2 separate regions of the Mus musculus genome follow, and region 1 is linked to region 2. Evidence: chromatin contacts called from public promoter capture Hi-C data. All regions are on one chromosome and are shown on one strand. Each heading gives the region's core, a stretch centred on a gene start, on an enhancer-like site or on the middle of the called end of the contact. The rest is flanking DNA. Distances are from core to core; before and after follow the strand shown.

Region 1 (2,700 bases), core at 6-2,505, 2.7 Mb before region 2:
CACCCCAGCATACTGACTGGGCTTCTACTCCCTGCGCTGGCACTGAGCGTACAGGCAGATGCAGGCTGGGAAGAGCAGCCCAATGCTTGGAGGCTGCACCTGACAGTAAGAGCAGCAGGTGGAGGCTGAGAGGAAGAGGGAGTTTAGGGAATGGAGGGAGGACCAGAGAATTACTGGGAGGGCATTCTATGTGGGAAGCTAAAGTTGGACCCCATCACGTGTGGTCTCTTTTTCTCGTTTCACTGCTATGGGAGCTGATACCCAAATTCTATTCTCTTCTTTTCCTCTTACTTCATCTCCATTTTTTTTCTGTCTTCCTTTCTTGTAGACCATCAAAATGTGCTACTTTATAAAGGGAACTCTAATCCTGTGTACAGTCAAACTGCATCTCTCAGGACTTGGTCTCAGAAGGCATGATCTGAGTTTATTACAGTCTGTTAACAGTCTCTGGTATTCTGTTTAGCTCAAGATTTCCTTTCTCAATTACTCATTTATTCATTCTTATGTGTTTAGATGTTAGTACCTGTGCATAACATACACTGCAGTGCCGGTAAATGGCAGAAGGCATTGTGTTCCAGGAAACTGCAGTTACAGATGGTTGTAAGGCACCATGTGGGTACTGGGAATTTAATCTGAGACCTCTAGAAAAGCATCCAGTGCTCTTAACCACTGAGCTATCTCACCAGTCCCGGGATTTCTTTATTGAATGTGGCCAATGGCTATTTTGCTCTCAGAAAAATAGGGTCTTATCAATAAAAGTGAATTTACTAAGGAGAATAAAAGAAGACACAAAGGTGGATTACAAAGGAAAAGGTGATGGGGAGGGGGAGGGAGCTGAAGGCAGATAGTGGCAGTGACTGTGATCAAGATAAATTACATGTACGGAGGGACACGTCAGAAGAAAAGCAGCCTTCTAGGATTCCGTGACATCAACAAGAAAGGCTGTTTAAAAAGGAATCCCACGCCAGGCAGTGGTGACGCACACCTTTAATCCCAGCACTTGGGAGGCAGAGGCAGGAGGATTTCTGAGTTCAAGGCCAGCCTGGTCTACAAAGTGAGTTCCAGGACATCCAGGGTTATACAGAGAAACCCTGTCTCAAAACAAACAAACAAGCAAACAAAAAAAAAAAAAAAAAAAGAAAAGAAGAGAAAGGTCCCACTGCTGAACATGAAAACAAGACACTACAGAGGGACAGCTCAGCGGTTAGGAGAGCTTGCCCTTCCATCTCCAGCACTCACACCAGGTGACTCACCAGTGGCCTGAAGCCCAGTGCAGGGAGGGCTGATGGCCTTTGGCACATTCCAAGTGTGTAAGGGTGCATGCATGCCATGTACGTGGGGGTCAGAGGACCTACTGTAGGAGCTGGTCCTTTCCTTTCCCCCTCCTATGCAGGGTTCCTTCTTGCTGCCTCTGGCACTGAGCTAGCTGGGCCTTAGGCTTCCAGGGGATTCATCTTGCTGAGGAATACGATCAAGTGGGCTGAAGACGGAGCTTAAACTTGGAGCTTCTGGCTTGTGACCAGTAAGCTGCTTCCCTGGCACAAGAGCATTTCTTTGAAAATGTGTATTACTTTTTAAAGATCTGCTTTAGTGTTGCCCATGTAAATTCAGTAAGAAAAATGGAAAAAAAAAAAAGGTACTTAATTTCTTATTTTAATGCTTTAGAAAAAGAAATGGTTTTAAGTTTGAGAAAGTACAACTATACCCCCAAACACTACTGGGAAAGAATATTTTCTGTCTTCCCTAAGAAATATGGATTATCTATTTTCCTCATAAAATAATTTTCTACAAGGCAAGAAATCCTAACTACTAGTCTTAAAGCCAATATGCAAATACCTACAATTTAATGGAGTCAGAAGGGCCAGAAAGCAAGTACAAAGTACTTAGACAAACATTTTATCCTAATCTTGTAGAATTCATACAGATGATCGTAAATAACACAAAATGAAACGTTACACACAGCTAATCAGAGCCACACTATACTCAGAAATGTAAGAAGCCCAGAGCTCACCTCCCTCCAAAATTGCACTTGTTGTTTTTTTCAAATAGCAGAATTTGAAATATGTAGTCACAAACTACACATCACAGGACCAGGCAAGACGTCTCTGGTCTCTCGCTGCCCAGAAGATAAATAAGCACATTCGTGGGTCTGAATTCCTCGGCCTTTGCATAAACAAACGACACGCTTACATCTCTCGAAATTATAAGGTGGCCTCTGAAGGAATTCAAACATTGTGATGGGAGGCCAAAGCATAAAGCAAGGCGAGTCTACACCACAGAGGCAAACCAAACCATGAATGAGGTGCCTGTGAACCATGCTCAAGCAAAGCTGGGGCGAGCTCCCATGTAATGAAATGCTGCTAAACTTCAAAGTCTCTGGGAAAGCCTTTTCTTCCTTCATAGCAAAGTTCATTTCAAGCAGAAATCCAAATGTAAGAATCCCTCTGCGTGACAAGGCCATGGACAGACATTTGTACCCCAAAAAAATCTCTTAAAAGCTTGCAATGTGGGCCAGTGAGATGGCCACAATAAAGGCACTGTGAATGAAGGTGAGACCTCACAGTGGAAGGAGGGGACATTCAAGCTGTCCTCTGACTTCTGCAGTGTTCTACGGAACACCCATGCACACGAGCAAGCACAAACCCACGAGCACACTCCGTGGAGGAAGGAAAAAGGAATGAATGTGAACAGGGGCTGGAG
Region 2 (2,700 bases), core at 20-2,519:
ATGCTAAGACATTAACAAATGAAAGGTTGTTACACTCAAAGCAGAAGTGTTCAAAATTAAATTTCAAGTAGAAAGCAGAGTGTTTAACTGTTAAATGGTACACTGAATTTAGGTATTTTATCACATGTAGAGTTTGACTGGTTAGCAGGCTATTTAAGCATATAGAGAAAATCAATGTTGGTTAGCCAAAGAGTATATGCATTGCAAATATAATCATCGACCCCAAGGGAATAAGCTGTTGCTTGAAAATGTCTGTTTATCTACTTCAAAAGCAAAATGCTAAAGTTTTCAAAGGCCTGGGATTTTAGCCAGGGCTCCCAGTCACTTCTCTGGGTTCAGCACACAGAGCAGGAGAGCTCTGATACGACACACACGTTAAGCATGCTCATATTGAGCACGAGGAGCTTGGGGTTTGCCCTGTCCTCGGCTCTGGGCGACATTTATATTTACAAATGCTAGTCTCTGTTTGCAAGCTAACCAACTAGCAGCAGGGTTAGTCTGTGCAATGCAAATGGACTAGTCTAGATGCAACCCAGTCAAGGTGTGCATGTACCTTTTTTGTCTCTTTTTAAACTTTTCTTCTTCATACCTTGGTAGGGAAGAGTTATTTCAGTAAATGCACATTTTGAGATTAAAAAAAAAAAAGACTGAACGTGTAACTGTGTAGGCACAAATATGAAATGCTAACATTTAACATGATGTAGTGACTACAAACCAACTTGGTAAATCTGGTTTGGAAATACTTAAGCCTAAACCCTGAGACCAACAGTAACAGTCAGAGAAATACTGCACCACAGCACTGTGATGCCACTGCTCAACCAACAGTCTCTCCAAGTCTCTTAGAAGGCAGGCGGAAGTGAACGATGAAACAGAAAATTCTAGTTTCTGGAAAATATTAAGACCAAGCTGATTTAATCAACAACTCGTTTCTTTAGCAATGAGTTCTTTCAGTAATATGATAAACTCACTCCATGTGAGAGTGTAATACGTCGAGCAGAAAAGTTACTCTACAGGACTGCCTTTTCAGGAAGTCATCTCTCGGACTGTAAACAGCACTTAGCGTACAGAAGGACTCATGAGTGGCCATCACCTCCAGTTCTGTAAACATGGTGCTGTGAGGGGAAGCTGTGGGGTTCCTTACAAACCCTGTGTTCTGGAATACCGTGAGAGGGAAAAGCATTCCCCTTGCCCACAACCAGGAAGGGAAGGAAAGCAGGGCAGACGTACTGTTTGATGCACTCTGGTATGCCGACATACTCCATGGGAACAAGCTCTGCCAGCTCGGCCAAGTTAAAGACGTATCTGATCTTCTGACTGAACTTTGAACTGGGGAAGAAAACACAAAACAATTATCTCCGTACTTCTGACTCATAAATCTGACATTTAAATACAAGATACTTTTTTTTTAAATGGACACTCAGAAAATTACCTGATAAATGGTCGTGTAACAGCCAGAAGTGTTCGGATAAACCAAGAGGGGTGCACAATGATTAGAGACTTAAGGTTTTTCCTTAATCTGAAGACAAAAAGAAAAAAAATTATACAAAATTTCTACAAATTATAGCACAAAAAAGTTAGATATAAATAAGTATAATGCAAATTTGTACAAAATAGATGGAAAAAAAAGTCACCAACAATTTTCATTCAAGTGTAACATTCTAAAGACAAGAAAATACATTCCTGAGTTCTAAACATCCCTCCGATGCTGTGAAATAGAGTTTATTTAATTTGTCCAAGTTCATGGCTTACTTTGTCTGCTTTCAAATGCCTGCTAGCATTTCCTCCTCCGGCAAGGAAAGCTGATACTGAACATGAAAGAAAGTAAACCATCTTTTTCTGTTCAAATCTAGGGAACAAGTGGCATTTGCTTCTAATATCATGAAAAGCACTAGCTTGTAAGGGGGATGGGCAGAGAAAACCAAAGGAGTGAGCCAGGAGTCAGACTCAATAACACTTTGAAATTTAAAAATGTTCACTATAAAGTAAAAGCTTCTTTTTAGATATTTGTATGTATTAAAAAAAAAAACAATCACAGAAGATAGTGAACATGTTTTCCTAGGGGAAAAAAACAAACCCTATTAACAAGTCAGGGTAAACCACTTGAATCAACGAAGGCAACACTGAACCATTAGCAAGATTAGAGTTGCTTGATTGGTGTGGACAAATGAGTCTCAAGATAACACATTTTTAGTGATTGTTTTAAAAAACTATAGCTGGAAACCTGAGAGATGGCCTAGTTGGTCCAGTGCCTGCAGTGTAAGCATGGGGACCCAGGTCTCATTCCCCAGAACCCAGATAAAAAAGAAGAGAATGGTGTGGTACATAATCTCAGTGCTGGAACTCTCTAGGTACCTGGCTTATCAGCTCGAGGTCTGAGCTAGAGACTGTCTCAGCAACAAAGAGGCCAGCATCTGAGTAGTAAGCTTAGTGACTCCTGACGTCTACACAGAACTTGTGCACCTGCACTGGCCCCACAGGACAGTACACAGCAGAGGGACATTGTCCAACCTTTTCCAAGATGAATACTAAATAATGTGTTCTAAACGGCATAAGGAAGAATGGAGAGCAATCTTGTGTGTTTTGAAGAATTAAAGTCATTCTTACTAAAAGCAGACTCAAGTTACTCGCCATGACATTGTTAAGGGCCATCTTTAAAAAAATAAAAACATTCAGAAGTTGACAAGTAAAACCGAAGAAATT

Evidence for each region. Promoter capture Hi-C pulls out the DNA fragments that hold promoters and counts their contacts.
Region 1: a contact with region 2 is called in a promoter capture Hi-C map of liver, with 2.7 times the contacts expected there. The contact joins two enhancer-like sites. A contact is called at or near these places in 2 of 39 promoter capture datasets (erythroid cells and liver) and 1 of 9 other capture datasets (adipose tissue).

The regions. Positions count from the first base shown.
Region 1 is chr9:72,713,741-72,716,440 of GRCm38.p6, reverse strand. All of the region lies in intron 4 of Nedd4 (neural precursor cell expressed, developmentally down-regulated 4), which reads right to left. Among named protein-coding and RNA genes, the nearest start is that of Nedd4, 22 kb to the right of the region's middle. Within about 2 kb of position 1,255, at least 63 of the 459 cell types and tissues checked have an H3K27ac peak or open chromatin away from gene starts, as enhancers often do. A contact at or near this core is called in liver, where this site is marked.
Region 2 is chr9:70,002,195-70,004,894 of GRCm38.p6, reverse strand. It overlaps Bnip2 (BCL2/adenovirus E1B interacting protein 2), which reads right to left. Exons shown (of 11, transcript NM_016787.4): 8 at 1,430-1,516; 9 at 1,228-1,326; 10 at 554-589. Among named protein-coding and RNA genes, the nearest start is that of Gtf2a2, 9.0 kb to the left of the region's middle. Within about 2 kb of position 1,269, at least 7 of the 459 cell types and tissues checked have an H3K27ac peak or open chromatin away from gene starts, as enhancers often do. A contact at or near this core is called in liver, where this site is marked.